Regions from separate parts of the Arabidopsis thaliana genome. Here region 2 is linked to region 1. A link is a contact called in public targeted proximity ligation data. All regions are on one chromosome and are shown on one strand. The core of a region is the stretch at or near the end of the contact, and the rest is flanking DNA. Distances in the headings are between cores, read along the strand shown.

Region 1 (5,819 bases), core at 284-2,783:
CCGTTCAGCGGCAGCAATAACCAGCTCCCTTGCCATGTCAGGCTTCCCCTTCCAGCACAAGGCATTGGTTAGTGTACTAAATGTCTTTCCACCAAGAAAATGCCCTCGGTCAATTGCCCCTTTCAAGACATCATAAGCTTGTTCAACACTTTCATTGGCACAAAGGGTATGAATCAGATAGTTGTAAGACATGGCGGTAGGAGCAAACCCAATTTCTGACCTCGACCGGTATAACTCGAGGGCTTCATCTACAAATCCAGCTTTGCAAAAGAAGCATAAAGCAGCATTCATCGTTTTCTTATTCGGCGAAACTCCACGTACCATCATCTCCGTAAGAATATCATACACACCATCAAGATTGTTCTCCTTCAAAAGTTGAAAGACCATAGAGTTATACCTGAAAACTTCGAGTTCACAACCTTCCAAAGGACTAATCTTCTGCAAGAAATCCGCAGGGTTATTCAAGAATCCAGCTTTAATAAGCGCCCTAATCCAAATGTTATAAGCACGGTCCATATTCACTGTTCCCACCAGTTTGATCTCGTCTAACAACTTAGTAGCTTCCTGAAACTTTCGTTTGGAACATAGAGCATCAACCAATATACCTAAGCCAGAACCACATCCAGCAGGATCATTAGGCAGCAAGGCTCGAAGATAATCTTCAGCCTCATCAAGCTTCCCTTGCTTGCAAAACTTCTTCACCAAAATCGAATGCGTAACAGCACATACGAAGCCACGCACGGAGATCTGGTCGAAGATGACATCAAAACTATCAAAACACTTCTCCTCAACAAGTGCATTCAAAAGCACATGATACCCAAAAGAATCCAAATCCAAACCTCGAAATCTCATATTACCAAAATGCTGAAGAGCTATATCAGTACGACCAGCTACAGCATAACCAACAACAAGAGCATCACAGAGACGAAGAGAATGACGGCAACTTTCAAAACCAACACTTCGATCCAAAAAGTCAATCATAAGAGTCACAAGCTTCGCACCACGAAGGATCTTGAAGATAGCATGAAAAGTAGCACGCGTGTGATGAAACCCAGGCTGACGAGCAGCCCAATCGAAGAATTTGAGACAACAGAGGATATCGTAACGAGTGTGTGAAAGCACGTCGAGGACGAATTTCTCAGTGAGACGAAGTCGGAGATTGGAGAGGTGGAGATAAAAAGCTCTATCGTCTCCATCGTTAGAAGGAGCTCGAAGGATGTCAAAGATTCGATCGATTAATTGGTGGCTCTGTTTCACATCTCGATGCTTAAACCAGTCTTTCCATTCACGGACGAGGAAATCTCCGGGAGCGATTGAAGAAGAAGGTTTCGTGAAGGTAGAGAACGGAATAGCGTCGCCGTTGTTACCGGAAGTAAAGTTTCTGAACGACGACGCAGAGAGCGATAGTATCCTCCGCCTGAGGAGCATTCCTTCGCATGATCTCTCGACGGTGACTGACCAACACCGAAGCATCCAAAAACTCGAAAAACCCTAGCATTTTTCAACCAATCAGTGGCGCCCACGTCATACTCGATGTCGTGGCTTTTGTACGTTATTTACGAAAATGTCCTTTTAGTGTTAGTAAGGATATTTCGATTCCCGGCTCGTTCGTTACTGGTTTTTTTCTTCTTCTCCGTCGCGGAAAAGATGGGGACCACCACCAATCTGAGATCTTGGCTGTATCTCATTCTTCTCTTCATCGTCGTCGTCGGCGTCAACGCTCAGAATCGGAGACCTAAGAATGTTCAGGTGGCTGTTAAGGCTAAGTGGCAGGGTACTCCTCTTCTCCTTGAGGCTGGGTAATGCTTCTTCTTACTTTTTTGTCGAGCACCATTGTTACTGATCTTAAGCTGAATCTGAGTGATTTTTGTTGTTGTGATAGTGAGTTGATTTCCAAAGAATCGAAGCAGTTGTTCTGGGAGTTTACTGATGCTTGGCTTGGTTCCGATGGAGATGATTCCGATTGTAAATCAGCTAGAGATTGTCTTCTTAAGATATCTAAACAGGCTTCGACTCTGTTAGCTCAACCAGTGGCTTCTCTCTTCCATTTCTCACTTACTCTGAGATCTGCTTCGCCTAGGCTTGTGCTTTACCGTCAATTGGCTGATGAGTCTCTATCTTCTTTCCCTCATGGTGATGATCCCTCTGCGACTGGCTGCTGTTGGGTTGATACTGGCTCCTCTCTGTTTTACGATGTTGCAGATCTTCAATCCTGGCTTGCCTCTGCTCCTGCGTATGCACTGACACTGTCTCTTCTTTTTGTTTTGTTTTGGTTAAGATCACAATTTGTTTTTATTTCTAAGATGCATTTCGTTGGATGTCAGTGTTGGAGATGCTGTTCAGGGGCCTGAGCTATTCGACTTCGATCATGTTCATTTTGATTCAAGAGCTGGAAGCCCAGTTGCTGTTCTCTATGGGGCTGTTGGGACTGATTGCTTTAGGAAGTTTCACCTGTCGCTTGCTAAAGCAGCCAAGGAGGTATCTCTTTTTACCTGAGAAATTTGTCCTTCATTGTTGAAAAAACGTATTTTGCTATTAGGGTAGAAATGGAAGGCTTTACCTCGAGCACGAAGCATGAGTTTGAGAAATCCTCTTGTATGGGGCTCAATTGTTTTTCTTTCACTGTCTTGATAAAGCAAGTGCATGTTCTATTGTCCAGGATTTCCATTTCTTAGTGTCTTTCTGCTTTTGTTGTGTGCATTCTAATGAAGCCTTGGTTTCCTCCAGGGAAAAGTTACATATGTTGTTAGACCAGTATTACCTTTGGGTTGTGAAGGGAAAACTAGACCCTGCGGTGCCATTGGAGCAAGGGATAATGTTAGCTTAGCTGGTTATGGTGTGGAGCTTGCTTTGAAGAACATGGAGTACAAGGCTATGGATGATAGTGCTATAAAGAAAGGTTAGAGTTAAGCATTCATTTATTCATTTTGCCACCCAAATATTGAAAGTTGAATATTTTTTTATTGGTTTTTATTCCTTATCTTCATTCTGTTAGCTATGAATTTGCTACTCTTTAATTGTTTCTGCTATGAGTTTCAGGTATCACTCTTGAAGATCCTAGGACTGAAGATCTTAGTCAAGATGTTAGGGGCTTTATATTCTCAAAAATCTTGGTATGTTTAACTCGAAACATAACCAGTATATAATATATAAATATATATAGAACCATTTCTTTCAAAAAAAAAATCACTTCATTTGATCTGCAAGAATGCATGAATGCTCGCAAAATGAAAATGTGTTTGTTAGTGGATGTGAGATGGACGAAGATAAGAGAGGAATGACAGAGAATTTTTTTGTAGCAGCTTTTTCATTTTCTTTAGAGTGATCGTTAAGGTCAATGCTCCTCTTTTGCAGGACAGGAAACCCGAGCTAAGATCAGAAGTCATGGCTTTTAGGGATTATCTCCTATCATCAACAGTATCAGACACGCTTGATGTTTGGGAGCTGAAAGGTACTACTGCATGTTTCGCGTGGTTTAATAGAAATTGGTATAGTGTTTCCTAATTTACCTTTGTTCCAACAGATTTAGGACACCAAACAGCGCAGAGAATAGTCCATGCCTCTGATCCTCTGCAGTCTATGCAAGAAATTAATCAAAACTTTCCTAGTGTAGTTTCTTCATTATCTCGCATGAAGGTATGTCATTGTTTTTTTGATGTTGTGTTTACCTGCTGGTTGAATTGTTTCCTTGTGGTTTTAGATGTGTCTGGTTTATCGTGCAGCTCAATGAATCAATCAAAGACGAGATACTTTCAAACCAGAGAATGGTTCCCCCTGGCAAGGCTTTGTTGGCTCTGAATGGTGCCCTGTTGAACATCGAAGATATTGATCTATACATGTAATACCTTTTTGCACATTGTGTTACTTTACCTTGGTCTAGACATATCTTACTGCAATCCAGGGTGAAATTTTGATATTTTTTTCTTCGTTTGGTACTTTTCCCCAAGCCCATTTTAGTTTGAGCATGGCCAGACCTAGTTTCCCATCTTTCTATTCACTTACATTTGATATCAGTTTGCGTGGTATTGCTTTTTATTTATATTATTTTACTCCTTTCCAAAGCTAACATGCCTAAATTGTTGGTTACAGTCCGTTTGCATGATCATCTGATCCTTCTGTTTGCAGGTTGATGGATTTGGCTCATCAGGAATTGTCCCTGGCCAACCATTTTTCGAAGCTTAAGGTACACTTATAATAATGGTCCTAAATTTTATAATTTAGTGTTTCTTTTTTTTTCTGTTTTGCTGGAGATCTTGGACATACATCCTATTTCTTGTGAAATAAAAAGTAAAGTTGTAGTTTATATAACATGGAGGAAAAACTGGAACTATACAAATTGATGATTTTTTTTTCCTGTCTATTCAGGAAACTAACTGTGATTAGTCTTGACCATATGGATGTGCTAACATGTTTATGCAACTATCAGATACCTGATGGAGCCATAAGGAAACTTCTACTAACTACCCCTCTCCCTGAACCGGATTCATATCGGGTTGATTTCCGATCCGTGCATGTTACCTATCTCAACAATCTGGAAGAGGATGATATGTACAAGCGTTGGCGGAGTAATATTAACGAGGTAACTAGTGCAGGATACATATGATTTATTTGTGAGGATACATATGATTTATTTGTAGGCAAGGTGCCATCTGGAAAATAAAATATCTAATGGCCTGTGTTCCTCTCACCTTGTAATAAGATTTTGATGCCTGCCTTCCCTGGACAACTACGTTACATCCGAAAGAACCTATTCCATGCAGTTTACGTCATTGATCCAGCGACTGCCTGTGGTCTTGAGGTAAGTCTTATACCTGCACTTTCCTGGCATTGCTGACTCTTCGTCCCTTATTCATTAGTACAGATCTTTTGAGCTGACTATTGTTGGATCTTTACAGTCTATTGAAACTCTCAGATCTTTATATGAAAATCAACTCCCTGTGAGATTTGGGGTGATATTATATTCAACTCAACTAATCAAGACAATCGAGAATAATGGTGGTCAAATCCCATCTTCTGATGCAGTGACTAATGCCCAAGTTAAAGAGGACTTATCGACTATGGTATTGACCGTTTTAGACTCTATATTTACTGTTATCATTTTCCCAGTTTTGAACTTTTTTGCCTGCAATAAGAAGCTCTTTCTTATTATGTTCATTTTTATTATTTGCTGAGGGATTAAACTAAGTATGGATCTATTTTTTGATGAAAAACTCTCCTTGCAGGTCATACGTCTTTTTCTGTACATCAAGGAGCACCATGGGATTCAAACAGCTTTTCAGTTCTTGGGCAATGTAATAGACATTAACACTTAACTCGTAATTAGAAGTGGCTTGATTATATGTCATTTTCTGCTGTAATTTCAAGTATCCAAAACATTAGTTGCTAAGATCTTCAGGTTGGTTAACAGTTAAACACACTAAGGACTGAATCTGCTGATTCTTCCGAAGCAGACATTGAACAGGAGCACGTTGATGGTGCATTTGTTGAGACAATTTTGTAAGTAACATGGATATTTAGAATCATTATTATTTACAATAGTAGATCTCTATTATTTTCTATCTACATAGAAGATATGGATTGTATTCCTTAGCCCTCCTTAAGTTGGGTCTTTTCTGTTCCAGACCAAAGGTTAAAACACTCCCTCAGGATATATTGCTGAAACTGCGACAAGAGCACACTTTGAAGGAAGCATCTGAAGCAAGCTCCATGTTTGTATTTAAGTTGGGTCTGGCGAAATTGAAGTGTTCCTTTTTGATGAATGGCCTTGTCTTTGATTCTGTTGAGGTACTTTTGTGCATCTTTTAAATATGCTGACGTTC
Region 2 (5,580 bases), core at 2,276-4,775, 38 kb after region 1:
TGCGGGTAAGTTTTAATCTTTCCTCCTTTTTCTATACCAAACTTTGTAGTCAGAATAGTTGTTACAAATTTTTATATGGTACTTGAGTAGTGTGTAAGAAATATTGTCTTACGCAATTTTTTCTTGGATAAATTCTGAATTCTCCATGACACAGGCCCATTCTCTGTTATCTATGAGCACTTGGATTCCGTCCTCTCAAGCTGTTATGATGCTATCGGTTTGCTGCTTATGATTCGCATTATACACCACCACCAGGTAACCCAATTATTAGTTTGAGTGTGATGATTGTTTATATCTCAACTATGTGTATCAAGCATTTCTCAATAATGCCACTTTTTCACAGCTTATCATGTCTCGCCGGAGGATTCCATGCCTGGATTCATATCTGGACAAGGTTAGTAACTCCTTGTCTCTCTTTTAGTCTGTGTGATATACTCTTAATGTATATTACTTGCAGTTGTGCCAACTTATGTTTTCTACCTGGTATAACTTTGAATGTCTTGCATAGATTTTAGATATGAGCTCATAGATGCCGCTTGGTTGATTTCCTTAATGAATCTTTTGCAAATTGAGCAGGTTAATATTTCTTTGTGGCCTCGTTTTAAGACGGTGTTTGACTTGCACATCGGCAGTCTGCGAAATGCAAACATAAATACAATATGGGAAGATGATGTGCATCCTCACTATATCATGAGACGTTATGCTGAATTCACGGCTTCGTTTATTCACCTGAATGTTGAATATGGAGATGGGCAGGTTCGTTATAAGTATTCTCTCTGTCCCTAACGATATGTGTTATTTGGAGCTTCTCACCCAAAGCTCTTGACATTTGTCTATGAAACTTTGCAGCTTGATATAAATTTGGAGCGTTTAAGAATGGCAGTAGACAGCTTGATTCTTAAGCTTGCAAAGTTGTTCCCAAGGCCAAAGCAACAGATGGTGTTTCTCATTAACAACTATGATATGACCATTGCTGTGCTGAAGGTGAGTAGAAGAACCCTTGGCTCTCTCATGTTTAAGTGCACCCATGTAGACCACTAAGAAGTCAGCCTATGCGAATTATCTACAAATCTTAACTCATATCTATTGTTTCTTGGGTTTCTTTCCTTACCAGAAATATATTAATCTGTTTTGATCAATCTTCATCTATTCTAGGAAGCTGAACCAGAGGGTGGGAAAATTCAAATGCATTTTGAGGAATTACTAAAGAGCAACACTTCCTTATTTGCGGTAAGGGACAATGTTTCAGTTTGATTGCCTTTATAATTTGCTGATTTCTGTTTGATCAAGTATACAAGCTACAAAGAGCATAAAAAGATAGTAAGATTTGGTGTATTATGTTTCCATTATTGTTTTGTTTAATTTCTTGTAATTTCGCAGGAAGAATTGCTGGTGGAGCATTTCAGTGATATGATCAAATTTGTTAAAAGCCGAGCCAGTAAGCACCTTCTTTCTTTCTTGTCTTCGCGCACTCATTGTTTGTTAAGTCGAATAACCACCGAATTGTACTTAGCAGATGAGGATTCAAGTCCAAATTTAGAGAGGTCCATCACAGTTGCTGAAGTAGAGCCGCTGGTGAAGGACTTTGGAAGCAGATGGAAGACAGCGATAGAATTGATGCACAAAGATATCATAACTTGCTTTAGTAACTTCTTGTGTGGTATGGATATTTTGATAGCTGGAATGACACAACTTTTGCTTTATTACACAAGACTCGAAGACTGTATCAAGAAGATAGATGGTGGATCTGCTCTCAACAGGGATATTGTCAACTATCAATCAATCATGTTCGAGATCAAGAAATACAAAAAGACTTTCTGAAAGATAACATATTGGCTCCTTATGTATAATTCTTATGTCTTTTGCTACTATTATCCTTATTTAGTCTAGGTATTTTCTCAGCCTGTGTGTCTTGGATAATTTCATGGGAATTTCTACAAGGAGTGAACAGAGAGTGCAGATGCGAATTGCCACAAACAGATAACTTTTACTGGTTAAAGTTGCAACCTCAAGTTAAGTTACAGAAATGCAACAAAGAGTCCTCTGAAGGTCATTTCATTAACCGATTTCAAATCATAAAGCGATCAATATCAGCTGATACATATCTAAGATACCAAAAACTTAAGCTTCCCTGAGTTTTACCTTCAAAGACTACTACTACTAGGCAGTGGGAACACCAAAATAATATACTTTCCCATGGTTAAAGAAAGATTACCCTTTACAAAGCATCCTCGTGATAAAGATGAAGCCCTAATCCAAATCTTGCACACGCACGGCGAAATGCCATTGCTTCCGCCTTTTGCACAGCATCACCATAGCCTTTGTCATCTACAGATGTGGTACCTGTTGATTCCCTAAATATCTTGACAACACCAAAAAAATGATTATTAGCAAATGATTTCAGCGTACAAGTTACAAGCAAAACAATGAAAACATAATATGCTCAAGAAAGTATGCAAGGAAGCAAACCACTAGCATATTTACTAACGAAAACAGGTCAAACCTCCCTATTCACAAGTGATATCATCTCTAAGGTTTGTAAGTACTGATAACAGAATCTATAACCCAGAGTTGGTGTTTCTCCAGAGTTGATAAACATACACTCTCTAAGCTGTATTCCTTGACGGGTTTCATCATACAATTCAAAATGGACACAACCCAAAAGAAAACAACTAGGTTTCTATATTTGCAGCTTCTGAGGCAAGAAGGCAAAGAACTCTACCAGGAGACGACTTGAGCTAAAGGCTAACCAAATCAAACCATAACACTGAAACAAGAGGAAGGGAAAGACCTCAGCATCAGTGCCGTAGAGAGTCACACGATAAGCCACAGTAACAGTGTTGCCATCAGGAGAGTAAGTGACACTTCGAACTTCTCCTGACCATTCTGAAAACAGAGAATAATACACCAAAATGTCAAAACCAAAACCCAACAACGAACCCCAGAAGAACAAGAGAGGGTTTAGCAAACCTGGAGCATGCATATTCATGATCCGATTCACAATGTGCCTGAGAATCAACACAAGAAAAGAGTATAAGTATTGACCCAAAAACCCCAATTAAAGAACCCTAAACCCTGAGGAAAGAGATTACCAAGGGATGTATTTGATGGAGCACCCATCTTCAACTCGAGTTCGGATGACTGAATCTGGAACCTTTTTGTTAAGCTCCTTGAGAATCTCAGCGAGTGGTCTACTGATTCCTGAAGTTGGAACATCGTTCTCTGTTTCAGTAGAGAATCGACGAACACCTTTCCCCATCTCCGACGACCATTCTCTCGATACAGCACCTGATCCGCTCCTCAACGTCCATTTTGCCGCCTTTAGCCGTAACCCTAACCCCGCCATTTCTGTCGCCGGACAAAATTCTCAAAGGTCGCGTTTTTATGTAAGCGTGTAGGGTTTAGTTGTCGTCTGATAGGCACGAAATGGGCTTATCAAAGAACTAACAGAATTATGATGAGAAGTAGAAGAAAGAGGTGAGAAATCAGAAGAAGATGATTGTTGATTTTGATTGATCTTTTTGATACTCGTTTACAGAGAAGAAGAAAAGCTTAAGTACACGACAATAAAGAGGAAATGGGCTTTAAACACTAAACCCAAATAGAAGCCCACGAAGGCCCATCCAGGGTCACTAATCTTCACTTCGGTTTGTATCATCGTCCCGCTTCCTTTAATTAGACTTTTTATTTATTTAATCTTCACTACGGATTTATGTATTACTATTTACTAATTGTTTTATATAATGTATGTTCATATAAAGTAAAGTTGAATGCATCTGTTTTTTTAAACATAAATATGATTTGTAATTGTTTTCAAAAAGTCCAACTATATTAGTTCATCTGAAAACGAAAGTGCTTGAATTGTTTTTTATTGTTGTTCTAGATTCTCCGTTGTTTTTTTAATTTATATATCCTTGTTCTTTTAGTTATATATTTAGTTTGTGAGACGGTGAAATTTTAGAAAATTTAATTCTTACATTAAAAATATAACATGTCTTTATTAACCATGTCTCTGCATATCCAATATAATCATATTCAACTTGATGTTCTTGAAAAATTTAGTTAAATTCTTGTCATAATTTGTATTAGTTATAAGGATAGCTCCTTAAACATCTTTCAAATTACTTGTTTTCTTAGCATAAATCTCAAAAAGCTTAGATATATTTAATTTGCATATTCATTTAGTTTCTTTCATAATAATCGTCTAATTTTTAGGCAAGGAATCTATATATACATTTTTGCAGCCATTTTGTGAAATAAATCCTGTAGTTGGACTTATTTACAATAGTTGCCACTGGATTTTAATGTTTGTTTTTGATAATTAAAAAGAAAATCTTCGAATTAAATATTTGACATTTAACAATCTTCCCAAAATCTCTCCACATTAACTACACGATTATTTACTAAAATATTACTTCCAACATATTTAATATCATTTAATTACTACAAAATTATCATTTTTGATATTGCTTCTCTCCATAACTATAACAATTCGATTATAATCATCAAAGCGCAGAGATATAATCTGATAGCATTTAATTACTACAAAATTACAAAATATTTAGACAATGATTCATAAACATATCATAAATAAGATCAACATTAATAAAATAAATGGTTTTTTTTTTAGAGGACGGGTTTGGCAGGACGTTACTTAATAACATTTGTAAACTATAAAATAAAATTATTTTATAGATAGATACAATTTATAAACTTTTATATATACTAAATTTAAAAAATAAATTGTTCCCTCGGTATACCGCGGGTTAAAATTTAGTATGTGTAACATGTTTGGATCTCAAAATTAAAGAGAATATATTGAATTAAAAAATGTAGAAAGAGTGATGGTTCAAGTTCTGATTAATTATATCCTCCTATTTTAGTTATTATGTTGAATTAATTACTAATTATGTATTATTTATTTTATGAAGTCTAGGTGCCAAGCTCTCATGTGCTGATGTGTCAAATTGTGGGAGAGAGTTGACCAACTTTCATATATATGATTAGGTTAATTAGATAAGACCTAAAACGACGACGTTTGCTGCTCTCTCTGTAATCTCAAGATTCTGATTAGGGAAGGATTTCAAAACGGTACGTAGTCGGTTTAGTTAGGGAGCGGTAAATTGGTCAGACCGGACCAATGGTTTTATTACATTGATTTGGTTAAATGTAAATTTAATTCCTAGGTTCTTTCAAAACGCTGCGTATTGATGTCACCCTTCTCTCCTGAAGCCTCTCCATCTCCTCTCTATCCCTCGGTCTGCAGAAGAAAAAAAGCTCGGCAATTTCACATTATCAATATGTTATTAGATCAATGTTACAATCATTTTACAGTATTCAAATTGTAAGATTTATTGTAAGATTTTCATTTCTATATTTTAAATTATTGTAAGATTATATTATATATATTTATAGCCTATTATACATATTTATTATTTCTAATTCATAATTGTAAACTAAATTATTAGTGTTAAATCTTTTTTAGAGTGTTAAGACTTTAGAGTGTTGCATTGTTGAAGGTGATTAATTGTTAAAGAATGGATGATACATGCATCGTTATATACCACGGTCTATTGCACA

The links.
Region 2: a contact with region 1 is called in a targeted proximity ligation map of shoot, with 13 read pairs. A contact is called at or near these places in 3 of 26 Hi-C or Micro-C datasets (root, rosette leaf and vegetative nucleus), 1 of 2 datasets of targeted methods (shoot) and 1 of 3 other capture datasets (root).

The regions. Positions count from the first base shown.
Region 1 is chr1:26,840,017-26,845,835 of TAIR10.1, forward strand. It overlaps EBS1 (EMS-MUTAGENIZED BRI1 SUPPRESSOR 1), which reads left to right and starts at 1,534. Exons shown (of 37, transcript NM_001334490.1): 1 at 1,534-1,799; 2 at 1,883-2,233; 3 at 2,325-2,478; 4 at 2,728-2,899; 5 at 3,040-3,113; 6 at 3,355-3,451; 7 at 3,524-3,636; 8 at 3,723-3,838; 9 at 4,126-4,183; 10 at 4,427-4,579; 11 at 4,700-4,798; 12 at 4,896-5,060; 13 at 5,223-5,291; 14 at 5,408-5,496; 1 more. The coding sequence starts at 1,534. AT1G71210 (Pentatricopeptide repeat (PPR) superfamily protein) reads right to left here and starts at 1,491. Exons shown (of 1, transcript NM_105790.3): 1 at 1-1,491. The coding sequence starts at 1,473.
Region 2 is chr1:26,876,499-26,882,078 of TAIR10.1, forward strand. RAD52-1 (cobalt ion binding protein) reads right to left here and starts at 3,526. Exons shown (of 5, transcript NM_105800.2): 1 at 3,093-3,526; 2 at 2,971-3,008; 3 at 2,792-2,886; 4 at 2,216-2,362; 5 at 1,247-1,747. The coding sequence starts at 3,346. The coding sequence ends at 2,219. It overlaps AT1G09233 (a long non-coding RNA gene), which reads left to right and starts at 2,410. Exons shown (of 1, transcript NR_139586.1): 1 at 2,410-2,676. AT1G71300 (Vps52 / Sac2 family) reads left to right here. Exons shown (of 19, transcript NM_001334495.1): 12 at 1-5; 13 at 155-255; 14 at 344-394; 15 at 577-756; 16 at 850-984; 17 at 1,156-1,230; 18 at 1,381-1,438; 19 at 1,517-1,821. The coding sequence ends at 1,821.